2 separate regions of the Anser cygnoides genome follow, and region 1 is linked to region 2. A link is a contact called in public Hi-C data. All regions are on one chromosome and are shown on one strand. Each heading gives the region's core, a stretch centred on a gene start, on an enhancer-like site or on the middle of the called end of the contact. The rest is flanking DNA. Distances are from core to core; before and after follow the strand shown.

Evidence for each region. Hi-C and Micro-C count contacts between places; a contact is called where the count stands out from the background.
Region 1: a contact with region 2 is called in a Hi-C map of liver, with 3 times the contacts expected there. The contact joins two enhancer-like sites. A contact is called at or near these places in 4 of 7 Hi-C or Micro-C datasets (granulosa cells and liver).

Annotation. Positions count from the first base shown.
Region 1 is chr1:116,021,250-116,024,194 of Taihu_goose_T2T_genome, reverse strand. It overlaps LOC125183666 (a long non-coding RNA gene), which reads left to right. Exons shown (of 3, transcript XR_007166017.2): 3 at 1,352-2,760. Among named protein-coding and RNA genes, the nearest start is that of PSMG1, 47 kb to the left of the region's middle. Within about 2 kb of position 1,599, at least 3 of the 3 cell types and tissues checked have open chromatin away from gene starts, as enhancers often do. A contact at or near this core is called in liver, where this site is marked.
Region 2 is chr1:115,884,012-115,886,865 of Taihu_goose_T2T_genome, reverse strand. No RefSeq gene overlaps it. Among named protein-coding and RNA genes, the nearest start is that of ERG, 33 kb to the right of the region's middle. Within about 2 kb of position 1,380, at least 1 of the 3 cell types and tissues checked has open chromatin away from gene starts, as enhancers often do. A contact at or near this core is called in liver, where this site is marked.

The DNA.
Region 1 (2,945 bases), core at 350-2,849, 140 kb before region 2:
CTCCTTTGGCAGGGGCCTATAAAGCAGAGAGGTAAGCGTGAGGACGAGCCCAGATCCAGTTAAGGATGAATTTTGAAGCTGTGGTCTTGAAAATATCTTTTCAACTTCTTTCTCAGCCTGAAGGCACCTGGAGCTCACCGTTCATGGGGCTGGAGGAATGGGGCAGAGCCCTGCTTGGGAGCCACCACAGCTTCTGCCTGCACATGGTCCAGGAATCTCTTTGCTTACCCAAAATCTTCTTCCGTGCTCTTTCCAGAGGTTATTGTGTGTAAAGCAGAGAGGCTGCTGAGATCTGGGAGTGGGTCTCCATGGCCCACTACAGACTACATGACTGTCATAACCACTGGGAAAAGGAGGAAGGAACAGAAGGAGTGGGATCAAAGAACACTTTTGCAAAAACAAAAGTGACTGGGAATTGAGGATTTGCCATGGGAGTGAGATAGGGAAGTGGAGGAGAGGGAATGGAGCTTGGAGCAGAGAGGCTGGTTCAGTTTGGCCCTTTTCTGCTCGTTTAAGAGGTGCCAGTTTTGGACACAAGCTGGTGAATAGACCGCATACCCTCCTTTGGGAGAAGGTGAAGGGGAAAGCACTGAAGGAAGAACAACAGAAGCAAAGAAGACAAATTGCTGAATTCAGAGCCAGGTTCACACTCAGGCTGCTAATGTGCACGCAGAACGGTAGCTGGCTGCACGGGTGCTGTTCACAGGTACATGCAGGGTATGTGCAGAGCCCTTCATTTGGCTGAGACAAAGAGCTCCTCTGCTGAGTGCAAATGCAGTGACTATGTTTGCAAATGGTTAGCCTGGTGTTTGCGTGGTATGAGCCTCTAAGAGACTCTGTGCGTGTTTAAAATGAGGCATTTACAGGTACCATGACCTGAATCACCTCTTTTTAGGGTGAAAATCCAGTGGGAAGCTTTCGTAAGAAAGAAATATCCCAAATGTTCATTTTGAAACCCTTTTCCCCCTAAAGCCATCCTGTTGGAAGGATGTTATGTGCCTCTGCCGATGGCAGTGATTCTGTTATCTCCAGTATGGCTTTATTGCAGTGATATCAGTTCAGCTGTGAGGAGGACAGTGCAGACAGGGCAATAAGGAAAAGAAGCAGACTTATAAAATAGGGATGCCTGGCAGTGCAACGCCTGGCACTTTAGAAAATGGAGCATGAAACCACAGCGCTTTAAAAAGCAAGTGGTGAAAAGGGCAGTCGTTTGAGGAAAAAATGTGTTTGGGTGTCTCTTGTTTTTGAGGAATGACGAGCTGATTCTCCTGCCTGCAGCAGCCAGAACTCCCTCAGTGTCTGTGACAAGCTTTGCTTTTATTGACTAGGCTGTTTTATTTATCCCTTGCAGGTGGCCAAGCACGGAGCCTCGTGGACCTTCGCTGATGTCGCTCCTGGCAGCTGAAGGAACATCACAGCATCACTGGGGACTTGCGGGTTTGCCAACCCAAATGTGAATGCCCCTGTAATACAAGGATGGTGCCCCAAACCCATGTCAGCCCCCAGAGCTCATTGCTACGAGCTGGTGGCTGGGAACAGGCTTTGGGGAGAGCTGTGCCCCATCAGGGGTGACTGAGCATACTCACACGGGACTTGTCCAAACATAGATGGCGCAACAGTTTAACTAATCTTTAAACTGTTAATTCTAAGGCTGTAGCTCTACAGCTCTCCTAAAACTAAATGTCTGCACAGGCACAGCTATGCTGATTTAGAAACAGCAATGAACAGCTGGGGTGTAAGGCTGCCTCTAAATCCGTGGCAGCTCCAACCAAAACAGTGTCCGACTGCCCCAAAACAGGCATTGCTGCCTGGCTGTGAGCCTGTTTGTCTGACCTGTGCCTGCAGACTCACGGGTGAAATCTGTGTTTACGGTCCTGCCAGAGGCTGCCAGAGCCCTCAAAACCTTTCATTCCATACAGCAATTAAGGGATTTTACCTTCATAATCACCCTCTGATAGGGAAAGCATGCATTCTTGTTTTACCAACTGTAAACAGATCGACAGGATTAATTAAGTGACTAGATTAAGGTCATGCAGGAAGCTGTGGTTGCGCTGGAAATTTCAGTGCAGGCCTCCAAACCCTTGCCTGGCTCCCCAGTCATCAGGCAACTGCCTGGCTGCAGGAACAAGAGGCAAATTTGCATCTTCTAAAGTGCCTGGGCTGTTCCTGACATTAGGGATTTGCATCGCTGGCTCAAGTTCCTGATTTCTATTATTAGGCCTATTATATATCTCTGCGTGTTGTGTTTGCTGTAGTAAGAGATCATAAAAGATATAAAGAGATAGTATTGTATCCCCAGACACTGTTTAGATGTGCTTGTGACAGCAGGGCTATGAAAACTAGACTATTATTTTAATACATCTACCTTGCCAAGCTCTGAAATCCAGAAAGGAGATAAAACTAGAATGGTTATGGCACATCTGGAAATACTTTTGTGCTGTGCGGGTGAGGAGCCCTGGCACAGGCTGCCCAGAGAGCTGTGGGGGCTCCTCCTTGGGGATCTCCAAAAGCCGCCTGGGCCTGGGCCTGGGCAGCCTGCTCTGGGTGGCCCTGCTTGGGCAGGGCTTGGAGCGGGTGGCCTCCGGGGGTCCCTGCCAGCCTCACCCACCCTGTGATCCTGTGATCTGCATGGAGATTCACTTTAACTGAATTGGTAGAAAATTGCGTAGGACCATGCCTGAATGAATAGGGAGATAAATACTGTTGGGTAGCTTAATTTTTATTTCCTTTCATTTTGCGGATGTGTGTTCCCTTACCTGCACACCAACATCAAGTATTTCTCAACACTTTTTTTTTTTTTTAATTGGCGTGTGTGCAGATCCTTCTGCTTTGATGGAGCGGCACCAGAGGCGTGCTTGCCTCACAAAGTTTATTTTGAGAGCATCCCGTCTGAACAAAGACGAGCTCCTGCTTGTTGCATGGGCAGAAGGTGGAATCCTGGCGGG
Region 2 (2,854 bases), core at 131-2,630:
GCTCAAGAATTCTCTCCTCAAGAATTACTTTTTTTTTTTTTTTTTTTTAAAGGAAGCTGGAGAAGGAGCAGAGAAGGCAGTTACTGCTGCTGTTGGAGACAGGGACCTGGTCCTCAAACACTTTTGCACACAATTAACTTGATGTATCTAAGTAGCCACATCAAATGCTCTTGTAAAGTCATTCATATGAACAAGTGTTTGCAGGATCAGTATCTAAATCATTGTTCTGATTCTGAGTTCTCTCATGTTTCCCCATCTATAAAGCAGTCATATTGCAGAGATCATTTGTTAAATCCTTTGAAATCAATTAATTTAGAGCAGTAAATATGAATATGTTTTTATTTTTTATTTTATTTATTGATGTCAGAGAAGGAATACTGACCAAAAAATGGATGTTTTCCACTTCCCACAAGAAAAAATAATTAAACAGAAATATTGAGAGATTAACCTGGGAAAACAATAAACATTTCTTATAAAGGAATTATTACACAAAAATGATTATTGAATGAAAGAAAAGAAGACTCTGGAGAAACAGTGGCAAATGCAATTAAAGCAGGAGGAAAGTGTTAAATAACTTCACTGTTAGCAGGGGAACTTGTTTAATATGATGTCCAGATGGCTGCATGCTTCTTCTCTTCCCCTCCAATATGCTGAATGTTCATTGTACTTTTAGACACCTTTTCTGGTTGATTCTCCTGCCAGATTCTCACTTTTCCTCTTGTAAATCAGGAACAGTTCTGCTGATGCAAACGGATTCACACTTCTGTGAAGTAGTCAAGCCCTGTATATTTTACTTTGACTTGGCCACACAAAAGTCAACAGGAAAAGTGCCACTGCCACCAGAGGAGCCAGGCTTTCATCCCGGATTTTATGTTTTCCTTAAATTTCTGCTTTATACTCCATGGCAAACATGTAATCTGTATGTTTCACAAATTGCTGCTGATGATATATTGTACATCAGATTGCTATCCAGGACACTCCACCACTTAATCTGCTCAAGAAACAGTTTTGGGTTCAGTGCCCTGTACTTTCTGCGTTTGATATGTTTTGGTATCAATGACCTTATGTTAGTGGTGTGGTAAGAGAGGTCATCTGGCAGCCCACTGGGATTCCTCTCTGCTATTTGAGAACGGTTGAAAAAATTGGAGTGGTAAAAGAAAGGTTTTTGTTTTCCTTTTGAAAGCATTTTTTAAAATGTCATGAGACACTCTTACACTATTTCATTTTAGCATGCTGTTCGTTAAGCTAATGGTTTGGGCTCAGTAACACAGCCAATTCATGTATGTTTAGCCATCTGTGAAGGTTTCTCATAAATTAAAAGATGCAGTGCTGTAAAATGATACTGCAGTGGTTACACTGGTTTATTTTCCTTTTTTTTTTTTTTTTCTTTTCTTTTTCTATTTATCAAGCACTTATGATAGTAAGTTCTTATAGTGCCACCATCTGGTTGAGATAGCTACTGTCTTCACTTTCAGACTGTCTTTAAATGAACATTTTGTTATTATTAAAATAAAACACAAGTCAGTCCTGTGAGATTGCTAACACCCCTTTCTCTTGCGTCTAAGTTGTTGAGAGGAGTAATTTGAAGAGAGCAGCTAAAATGACTGGCACTGTAGAGGTACGCATAACTTATCTATATGGGGTATGAATAACTTCATTTATGTACTTTGTAAACTATGAATATTAACCTATGTTAATATTTTAAAGCTAACATTTAAGATAGACTTCTCAATTTTTAAATTATGTATGTTTTATATTTATTTAATATAAAATTATTCCGTATGTACTTATGCTTTCCAAAAAAGTCTATTTTTCTCTTTGCATTGCTGATTCAGTCAAGCTGCAAAGTCAGATTACATAGTACAGCTGATTTTTCCTTTCTGATTTTTGTTTTTCTATAGTCTAATCCTTCAGTTGTAAATGCCACATTAGCAATCGTTATGGGCTCAAGTATGCAAAATAAGCATATCATGGCTATGACACCCAGCCTGCCTCCCTCCAGTCAACTAGTTCTTGCCAGAGAGGGAAGCCCTGGGACAAACAGAGCAGGTAGACCTCATTGCAAGTAAATGTCCTAAGGGGCTGGGCTGTTTGTTAATTCCCCTGATTTCTTCTGTGTGTTTGCTGTGCCATGGATAGTGCAGCTGTGTGTATGTATTTGCAATTGACAAAAGCACTGTTTTTGCTGCTGTGCTGCCCAGTGTTTCAGACAGCTTTGTGCCAGTGTGCTGGCCTCAGGTTTCAGTCTCAGGGCTAGACTTCGGGACTCTTCCCTAGCTGACCACGGACATTTACACAATTTGTGTTAGATGCCTGAAGCTGCCCAGGGTCCCTTCAACAGCTGAGGCTGGTTGCTCCACAGTGCCCGGGGGAACAGCGAGGTACAAAAGCGATGTACACCCACCTTTGCCCTTGTGGCCAAGCAGCAAACCACTGCCTTCTTCTTTCTAGGAGGGCCTCGAGGAGGCTGCAAACCCAGCAGTAGAGCTGTGCTTGCTCTAGAGATGGATTCTATGCAGTCTGTTGCTTTGACCCCCTTTCCTCTTTGGCCCCTTCCACGCAGGCCCTTCTGGAGTTCTCTGTCCACCAAAGTCTGGCTGTGCAATGCTGCCTCTCCCAGAGGTGAAAAGACCAATTACATGCTGCCTGCTGCTGCTTCAATCTCCAGTCCTTGGCATAAAGCACAGGCTCATGTGACAGTCACTGGAGGACACAAAGGTAAAAATGGGTAAGGAACCTCCCTTGTTCTTTTATGGGTTTCTTCTCAGCAGCTACACTGTGCAGGTGCCACAAGCAATTAACAATTTTATAGGACACTTGAGTTGAACATTTTCAGAGGGGGAGACTTGAGTAA